Regions from separate parts of the Mus musculus genome. Here region 2 is linked to region 1. Evidence: chromatin contacts called from public Hi-C data. All regions are on one chromosome and are shown on one strand. Each heading gives the region's core, a stretch centred on a gene start, on an enhancer-like site or on the middle of the called end of the contact. The rest is flanking DNA. Distances are from core to core; before and after follow the strand shown. Region 1 has its middle 52 kb from the start of Mboat1. Region 2 overlaps Mboat1 (membrane bound O-acyltransferase domain containing 1).

Region 1 (4,589 bases), core at 541-3,040:
CGTAGCTGAAGACTGTTTGACAGTTGATAGCTGCTTAGAAAGGAGAGAATTATTTTTAGAGGTGTTGTACTGGGTGGTTTTTAGGTCACTTGACACAATCTAGAGTCTTTAGAGAGGAAGGAGTCTCCCTTGAGGAAATGCCTCCATGAGATCAAACTGTAAAGCATTTTCTCGACTAGTGATCAATGGGAGAGGGCCCAGCCCATTATGGGTGTTGCCATCCCTAGATTGGTGGTCCTGAGTTCTGTAAGAAAGCAGGCTGAACAAGCCCTGGGAAGCAAGCCAGTAATAAGCAGCACCCCTCTATGGTTTCTGCATCAGCTCCTGCCTCCAGGTTCCTATCCTGCTTGAGTTCCTGCACTGACATCCTCCAGTGGTGACCAGCAATGTAGATGTACAAGCTAAGGAAACCCTTTCTTCCCCAGCTTGCTTTTTGGCCATGGCAACAACATCGCAGCAACAGAAACCCTAACAAAGACAAGTGTGATCTATAGTACGACAACAGTGCTTCAGTGGATGGTCTCACACCCGCTCACATATGGGCAGCACAAATAGTAATCAGTGGGCTAGAAAAGAGGGGATACGAAATTAGGTAGGAGTGGGTCTGGGGGGTCCAGGTGGAGGAAGGGAGGTGGATGTTATTGATTGAATGTTATATACATGTATGAACTTTTCAATAATAAAAACATTATATAGTATATATTATATATGTATATATTGTATGTGTTTATATTATATATGTATATACATGCATATATATTATATATATATGTGTGTGTGTATATAGAGACATTGTCCCTTGCTTAAGTAAAATTTAAGTGACACCCATTAAATAAGCTCAGCTGTAGCTAGGACCATAGGTTTACATTTCCAAGAGACATTATACACAGTGTCTGTGCATGAGAGACCCTGTAGAAGAGTTGATACAAATGCCGTTCCTCTGTCAGCTTTATACTTTCTCTTTAACATCAAGGCAGCGCTTCTCAACCTTCCTGATTCTGTGACCCTTTAACACAGTTCCTCATGGTGTGGTGATTCCCAAACATAAAATTATTTTTGTTGCTACTCCATAACTGTAACTATGCTACTGTTGTGAATCATAATGTAAATAGCTGACATACAGGATATCTGATGTTCGACCTCTCCTAAGGTTTAGAACCTTAAAACTTAAAGCAACTGCTAAGTGAGAGAATTTACAATCTCAAGCCTGTTATTTCTCAGGCGTAACTATGTATCTATCATCCTTTGGCATTTTGTCCATTTGTTTATTATGTAGCCCTGGTTAGGCCCGAACTTGAGATCCTCCAAGTGCTGAGATTAGACACCAGCCTGTGCTACCACTCTCCACCTCCAGGTTTCTGTTTGGTTTTACCTTGTATTTTTAAGGAAAGAAAAACAAACAAACAAACAAACAAAACAAACAAAAACTATCGCAGCCATTTGGTGGAGTGAAGTTAAAAGCGTGGATGAGAAGAAATCCCTTTAGCCTTCTTGATTTTCTTCTATTCACATTTTCTTACAACCCTCTGTAAAGCAGGAAGAGGAAAATAATTACGACTAAAATTGGCCACAGTAACAGCAGTTGCCACAAAAATAAACAGTCAAAAATACAATATAGAAACAACAGCAATATATTTGTCCTTGTGTTTACAGAACATTACAGACTCCCCGAGAAGAAGAGGGGAGCAAGGAAATCTTCACCAGGGAGATCCCAGAATATTCTAGACCACGCGGGGCTGGGCTCTCTCACAAAGAACCTTGGAGCTAGGCGTGCATCCTCACGATCCACCACAAGAGGGCGGTCATCAAAAGCGAGTGAAAGGTCACCCTGCCCTCCGCAGACACCGGAAGAGTAAGTCCCGCCTAAGGGGGTTGAGACTATTTTTATAATCAGAAGCTGCTGACAGAGTTAGGAAAACATGATCCAAATTAAGATTTTCTTCCAACCATTTTGGGGTTGTTAATCCCATCTCAACAATTAATTCCTAGAGATTTATTAGCAGTAATAATAAATTGTCCCATCTGCAGGGCAAAACAGAAACCAAATTAATTACTTACATGAAGAGATGTTAGTAATTTGCTAACATTAGGTAGATTTTATTTTAGGTACATTTTACCCAAAATATGGGATAAGGGAAATTCAGCCTGCATTCACCTTTTTTAAAGATGTGAATTTAAACGGAATCTAATTACTGAGAAATGAAAAACTTGAGTATAATTCTCACTTGTATTACTCTATAAAAGCCCTTTCCTCGCCTCTATGTTTTTCTGTGTCTTGCCAGGTTTTTCATGGAGAATGTACTCCTTAAAATGGCTTCCTCTGACACAGTTAGCTAAGGATTTAGACCTGCCGATCCAAAACCATCTGGCTTCCAAGTGCCAGCCAGTCCCCAGTAGCTTGCTCATTCTTGCTTTCTGGGATCCATATTTCTGAGTTGAGAAGTATTTTCGTGTCTGGACCATGGTACCACTTTTTTACTAGTTTTATAGGCAACCTTGGTTCCTCCTAACCTGTCTGTGGTCCTGTTTCCTTCTTTCTGAAATGGCAAACAAGAATTGTCTTACTTCATCAAGGGACGGTAACTATTTGACGTTGCTTGGTGTGTCAGGGTCCGGGATCTGCTCTGTGAATGCTAATCAGAGCCATTATTAGTGAGTTTTCAAATATCTGCTGAGCACCTACTATCTGTCCATGCACAAAATAACCAATGGTTCCTAACATGGTGGGCTTGCATTCTAGCGAGGAGGTGACAGTAAACAGCAGGCATTCCAGGCAGTCAAGAATGCTTTGAAGCAAGAAGATAAGCACTATGGGAAAGAACGTAGAGCAGGATATGGAGGCTTGCGGGGACTGATAATGGTTAGGCTTGCGAGGACTGATAATGGGTTTCGGGTTTTTTTGGTTTGTTTTTTTAGGGTACTTGGGTAGACCTCATTTAGAAGGAATGGCTTACATACAGAAGTTGGGGGCGTGGGTGTACCACACAGCTCTGTTGGAAAGAACACCCCAACCCTTTCTAGTGTTTTAAGATTTATAGATTTACCCACTTCCCTCCACCGTCCCCACTGTCATGACATAGACACAGATTAAGGCCTGGGCCCAAGACTAAAACTGTGAACTGCCCAGCTTTCTGAGTAACAAATGTCTGAAAATTCTGCGCAACCTGAGGAGCTCTTGTCTTCAGTCAACCACAATTTGTCCTACAGTGTGTGCTTAATCTGCCAGGCAGGATCCAGATCCTACAACCCTCCATCTCTGTTGTCAGCATCATTGCTCAGAGGCCAGTCTCTTCATCTCCTTCTTCATACGCCCCAGCTATATAATCTAAAAAACACAAAACCTTTGGAAGATGTAGAATCATTACTCATGTCCATAGACAACTCAAGATTGTCTTAAACTTCTTTTAATGATTTCCAAAATGCTTAACACAATTAATGATACACATATACACTTAATCCCTGTTGAATTGATGGGAAACCACGTTTGAAGGAAAATAGTGAAACTTGTAATGTCAGTTTCTCCCATCTGAAGGCCCTTGTTGATATTTTATAAACTATACAATATAATTTATGTGCAATGAGTTTGCTCTTTGCTGTATGCACATCTCTGAATATATGTATGTATGTATATATATATATATATATATATATATATACATACATATATATGTGTGTGTGTTTGTGATATATATATGTGACTACTGTCCTGATCAGGACATAGAACAGTATGTGACTAAACGTGTTTCCATGTCCCTTGGCAGCCATGGGACCTCCTTGGACCCCCAGGAACCACTGATTTGCTTTCTGTCCCTGGAGCATTCTCTTTTTTCTCTAGAGGGAATAATCTGGTGCAGAAGTCTGGCTTTTTTCACTTAGCATAATACAAATGAGGATGAGAAGTTTGTCCTTGTTGTGCATATGAGTAGTTCGTTCCTTTTGCCAAGTGGCATGCTAAGATGCATGGATAGATTGCAGAGTTTATCCTTTCAACAGCCAGATGACATTTGGAATTTGGGCTGTTTCCAATTTGGGGCAATTATGAATAAAGCTGCTATAATCCTTCATGTCCAGGTTTTTGTATGAACATATGCTTCCATTTTCCTTGGCTAAACACGAAGAAGTGCAGTTATTGGATCATGTGGTATGCTGAGCATTTGAAGAAAATACCACACACTGTTTTCCAGACAGAGTGAGACCCTTACCACCAGCAACCCCACCAGCTCTAGCCTTGGCTCCACTGGCACGTGACAATGTCACTTTATTTGATGACTTTATTAGTTTTTCACGATTCTAAAAAGTTTGCATCATGGTTTTCATTTTCATCTGTCCAGCAATACTGTGCTGCAAGGAACAAAGCCAGGGCTTCTCAAATGCTAGACAAGCCATTGAACTATAACCCCATCATGGCATGGTGGCACTTGTCTTCAATCCCAGCACTCAGGAAACAGGCACAGGCAGATCTCCAAGTTCATGGCCAACCTGATCTATGTAGTAAGCTACAACCCCAACCCCTGAGCATCTTCTTTGGTGAATATTTGTTCCAATCTCTTGCTACTTTTAAATGGATTACTTTGTTTTATTACATCTGA
Region 2 (4,589 bases), core at 848-3,347, 110 kb before region 1:
ATCTGACAGTCTCTTCTGGCCTCCTTGGGTGCCAGACATGCAGTCAAAGCACACACACACAAATAGATAGATAGATAGATAGATAGATAGATAGATAGATAGATAGATAGATAGATAGATAGATGAATAAAATTTGAAATGAAGTGATAAACTCAGGGGTCCCTTCTCCAGCCCCTCCAACCCTTCAAATGCTCTCCTTTCCACAGCAGGACATGTCTAAGGCAGCAGTTCTAACCTTCCTAATGCTGCAACACTTTAATACAGTTCCTCGTGCTCTTGTGACACCTAACCATAAAATTACCTCGCTGCTACTTCATAACTGTAATTTTGCTACTGTTACGAATCACAATATAAATAAATATCGGATATGTAGACAACCTCTATGGAAGTTGAGACCCACTGGTCTAAGAAGACAGGAAGTCTGCTGACTGGTTGTTTAGTTTTTGTTCCCCCCCCCCCCGCCCCCACCCAGGGGCAGTTCTGTAAAAGGAAGAGTATATTATCCGCTATGCCCTTGTTCTGTGGTTTAAATGTAAAGCGCCCCCTACAGGCTGACGTGTTGGAACATTAGATTCCACAGTGCTATTTTTTGAAGGTTGTTGTATCTTTAAGAGGTGGAGCCTCACTGGAGGAGGAAGTATGTCACGAGGGTGGTAAGCCCCACTTCCTATCTGCCCTCTGCTTCCTTACTATGGATATAGTATGACCTTTCTTCCCACCATGCCTTTTTCCCATGGTGGATGGGATCCCACACACCATGTGCCAACTTCCTCCCTAAGTTGTCAAGCTTCTGGCCACAACAGCAAGAATAGTTAACTAATATGCTTTTTCTTCTGAAAACTTAAAAATCCAAGGTTATGCCAAAGTGATCAAGTGTTTTATAACCCCACTTTACTTATTTTAAATCAGCACAATGTCTGCAAGTTCAAGATGTGACTCTGGATATCCATAAGAGATACAACCCACATTAAACTTCCCAGTGTCAATCATGGCCGGCTCTAAAAGACAGCAAACTCCCTCTGACCCAAGTCTCAGTGATCAATCTCCAAGGAGTATTTTTTGTAAGAGGTGTGGGCCTGGCTGGATTAGCAGTAGGGCAGTCGTCTTGTGTGTATGAGGTCCTAGACTTGGTCCCCAGCACTGGCAATGAGGCAAATGAGATTAAGGCAGACAGGAAGAGGAGGAACAAGAGGAAGACAAACCAGAGACAGAAGAAGAGATGGAGGAGTTTACCTAAAACATTAAAACCTGGGTATGGTAGTTGACACCTAAAACCTCAGCGCTCGAGGGTCAAAGCAGGAGGATCAGGAATTCAAGGTCATCACCCCTCGCTGCATATATGAGATCAAGGACAGCCTAGGCTCTCTATGCAAGCCAAGGGGGAAAAAAAAAGAGAGAGAAAAAGAGAAAAAACATTTTTTAAAAATTCCTCAAAACCCATGGGAAAAATCAGCTAATTTTTGAAAAAAAGCACTAACGTTTATCTTTGCAGTTTAAACTTAAGGCAAATCAAATTCCAAACATGTTGAGTGGTTTGACCATTATCAAAAGCTGGAAAAGTCATGTAAACTCTTCAAAGTATTTAGGATGAAAATCAGTACCAAGGCACTTTTAGAAAGCAAAGAGTTAAAAAAAAAATCTTAAGTCATGAATAAAACCACAGGATTTCATCAGCACTTTCCCAAGCCTCAAAGAGGTGCAGCTGTTACTAATGTTCATTAGCTGTGTACTAGGGGAGGGGCAGGAGAGGGAGGGGAAGGGGAGAGGGAGGGGAAGAGGGAGAGGGAGGGGAAGAAGAAGGGGGGGGCATCAGCTCCACTTGAGTTCACTTTGTTTTCTCCAGAAAAAAAAGCAACAATACTTTAGACCCCTTACAGAAAATGGAACTTTCAGAAAGTTTTTGGTCTGGCTTTGATGACGACTGTAGTTTCCTCTCTGTTGAAAAGATTATATCTCGCCAGACATTCAAACACACCTGTTCCCACTAGACTCCACCTTTACTTGGGCTCTTAAACGACCCAGAGAAAAGGACTTAAAAGCCTACTATGCAAGTTTTGACCCTCTTTTAATCTAGGCTAAATGAGCAACCAACAACTGGCACACAAGAGTGAGAATCTAGTGGGAGAGCACTCCTGTCACTCCAGCAGAGGGGAGCTGAGGCAGGAGGACTGCTAATTCAAGGCCAGCCACAGGGTCTATAATAAGATCCTGGCTGGGGCTGGAGAAAACAGCTCAGCAGTTAAGAGCACTGACTCTTCTTCCTGAGGTCCTGAGTTCAATTTCCAAAAACCACATGGTGGCTCATAACCATCTATAATGGGATCCGATGCCCTCTTCTGGTGTGTCTGAAAACAGCTACAGTGTACTCATACACATAAAATAAATAAATTTTTTTTTAAAAAAAGAATCCTGTTTAAACAAATGAAAACTTGTGTGCGTGTATTTGTGTGTGAGAGATAGAGAGAAAGAGAGGGGGGGAGAGAAGAAGAGGGAGAGAGGGGAAGAGAGAGGTAAAGGGAGAGAGGGAGAGAGAAGGAGACTCTTCTTAGCCCAGCAACCAGCCTAGAATAGGGCATATTTATTCAGGAAAGTACCCACAGAGATATTTGTTCCATTCCTTCTGTTTGGCCAGGAAATATGGAGCGTTTGTAGATGAGAAATGATTCAGGGAATACAGTATTCTTTGGAACACAGCCCTCGGGACAGTAGCAACAGCACTGCCTGGAAACCAGTTAACGATGCACCTTCTCTGGGAACCCAGATCTACTGAAGTGGGGCATTTCATGGGTGGAATCCAGTAACATGTGTTGTGGGCCTCTTTACCCCACCATACTCCACTTTGAAACACTGATATGAATGAGAAAGAAAGCTTTCAATGGGCTAAATAATCAATGGCACAAGCTAGCCAGGTAGAATGGTGTGTATTTATAATTCTGGCATCTGGGAGGCAGAGGCAGGAGAATTAGCACAACCTTGAAGCCAGCCCAGGTTGCAACCTAGTATGTTTTAGAACCAGCCAAGCTACATAGAAAGACCCTATCTCAAAACCAAACCAAAACAAAACAAAACAAAAACAATACAGCCTAAAAGTGACTGCAAAGTATTGTCTGAATTAACAAAGGTTCCTGGCTTGCCCAAACTTCACTGAAGTTCCTACGTCTTCTAGATCCATCTCCAGTCGTAGCAAGAACCACACTCCATCCTTCCTGCCTGTCACCCTTAGTATTTGATCAGTCCCCTGTTTCACTGTCACCTTTGGACTAAAGAAGCTAACATACATGACCACTTGAAGCAGTGCATGCAATCTACACTACCAAAATTAGCATGTGCATGAGCTGAGGACGGGATGGACTCACCAACTACTGTGGGCTGTTTCAAAGTGACCTCCCCAGCTTCTGCCTGGTACCCATTCTCTCCCCCACCCAGCATTCACAAGGTAGCCCAAGCTCCTTCTGCACCAAGAGGCAATACAGCCCTGAATCCAGTCAGCCTCTGGGTTTTCAGCTCCTGAGATGAGTTTTTCAAATCTACAACAGAGACAAACCTAAAAGTCAAGGCAGTTCCAGAAAGGGGACTGGAAAAGAGAAACGTGTTTTGTTTTGTTTTTGGTTTTGTTTTGTTCTTTTAAAATTTCATTCAACCTTCAAGAAAAAACGGGAGAGAGCACATACTAGCAGCTTGACAACACATCTAAAAGCTCTAGAAAAAAAGGAAGCAAATTCACCCAAGAGGAGTAGACGGCAGGAAATAATCAAACTCAGGGGTGAAATCAACCAAGTGGAAACAAGAAGAACTATTCAAAGAATTAACCAAACGAGGAGTTGGTTCTTTGAGAAAATCAACAAGATAGATAAACCCTTAGCTAGACTCACTAAAGGGCACAGGGACAAAATCCTAATTAACAAAATCAGAAATGAAAAGGGAGACATAACAACAGATCCTGAAGAAATCCAAAACACAATCAGATCCTTCTACAAAAGGCTATACTCAACAAAACTGGAAAACCTGGACGAAATGGACAAATTTCTGGACAGATACCAGGTACCAAAGTTGAATCAGGATCAAGTTGACCTTCTAAACAGTCCCATATCCCCTAAAGAAATAGAAGCAGTTATTAATAGTCTCCCAGCCAAAAAAAGCCCAGGACCAGACGGGTTTAGTGCAGAGTTCTATCAGACCTTCAAAGAAGATCTAACTCCAGTTCTGCACAAACTTTTTCACAAGATAGAAGTAGAAGGTATTCTACCCAACTCATTTTATGAAGCCACTATTACTCTGATACCTAAACCACAGAAAGATCCAACAAAGATAGAGAACTTCAGACCAATTTCTCTTATGAACATCGATGCAAAAATTCTTAATAAAATTCTCGCTAACCGAATCCAAGAACACATTAAAGCAATCATCCATCCTGACCAAGTAGGTTTTATTCCAGGGATGCAGGGATGGTTTAATATACGAAAATCCATCAATGTAATCCATTATATAAACAAACTCAAAGACAAAAACCACATGATCATCTCGTTAGATGCAGAAAAAGCATTTGACAAGATCCAACACCCATTCATGATAAAAGTTCTGGAAAGATC

Evidence for each region. Hi-C and Micro-C count contacts between places; a contact is called where the count stands out from the background.
Region 2: a Hi-C map of regulatory T cells shows a contact between it and region 1, with 3 times the contacts expected there. The contact joins two enhancer-like sites. A contact is called at or near these places in 10 of 484 Hi-C or Micro-C datasets (the C2C12 cell line, CD4 T cells, DN3 thymocytes and 7 more) and 1 of 115 datasets of contacts at active chromatin or transcription factors (T-cell acute lymphoblastic leukemia).

The regions. Positions count from the first base shown.
Region 1 is chr13:30,082,397-30,086,985 of GRCm38.p6, reverse strand. No RefSeq gene overlaps it. Among named protein-coding and RNA genes, the nearest start is that of Mboat1, 52 kb to the left of the region's middle. Within about 2 kb of position 1,790, at least 92 of the 459 cell types and tissues checked have an H3K27ac peak or open chromatin away from gene starts, as enhancers often do. A contact at or near this core is called in the C2C12 cell line, T-cell acute lymphoblastic leukemia and regulatory T cells, where this site is marked.
Region 2 is chr13:30,189,634-30,194,222 of GRCm38.p6, reverse strand. The region is part of intron 1 of Mboat1 (membrane bound O-acyltransferase domain containing 1); the gene reads right to left. Among named protein-coding and RNA genes, the nearest start is that of Gm40869, 26 kb to the right of the region's middle. Within about 2 kb of position 2,097, at least 36 of the 459 cell types and tissues checked have an H3K27ac peak or open chromatin away from gene starts, as enhancers often do. A contact at or near this core is called in the C2C12 cell line, T-cell acute lymphoblastic leukemia and regulatory T cells, where this site is marked.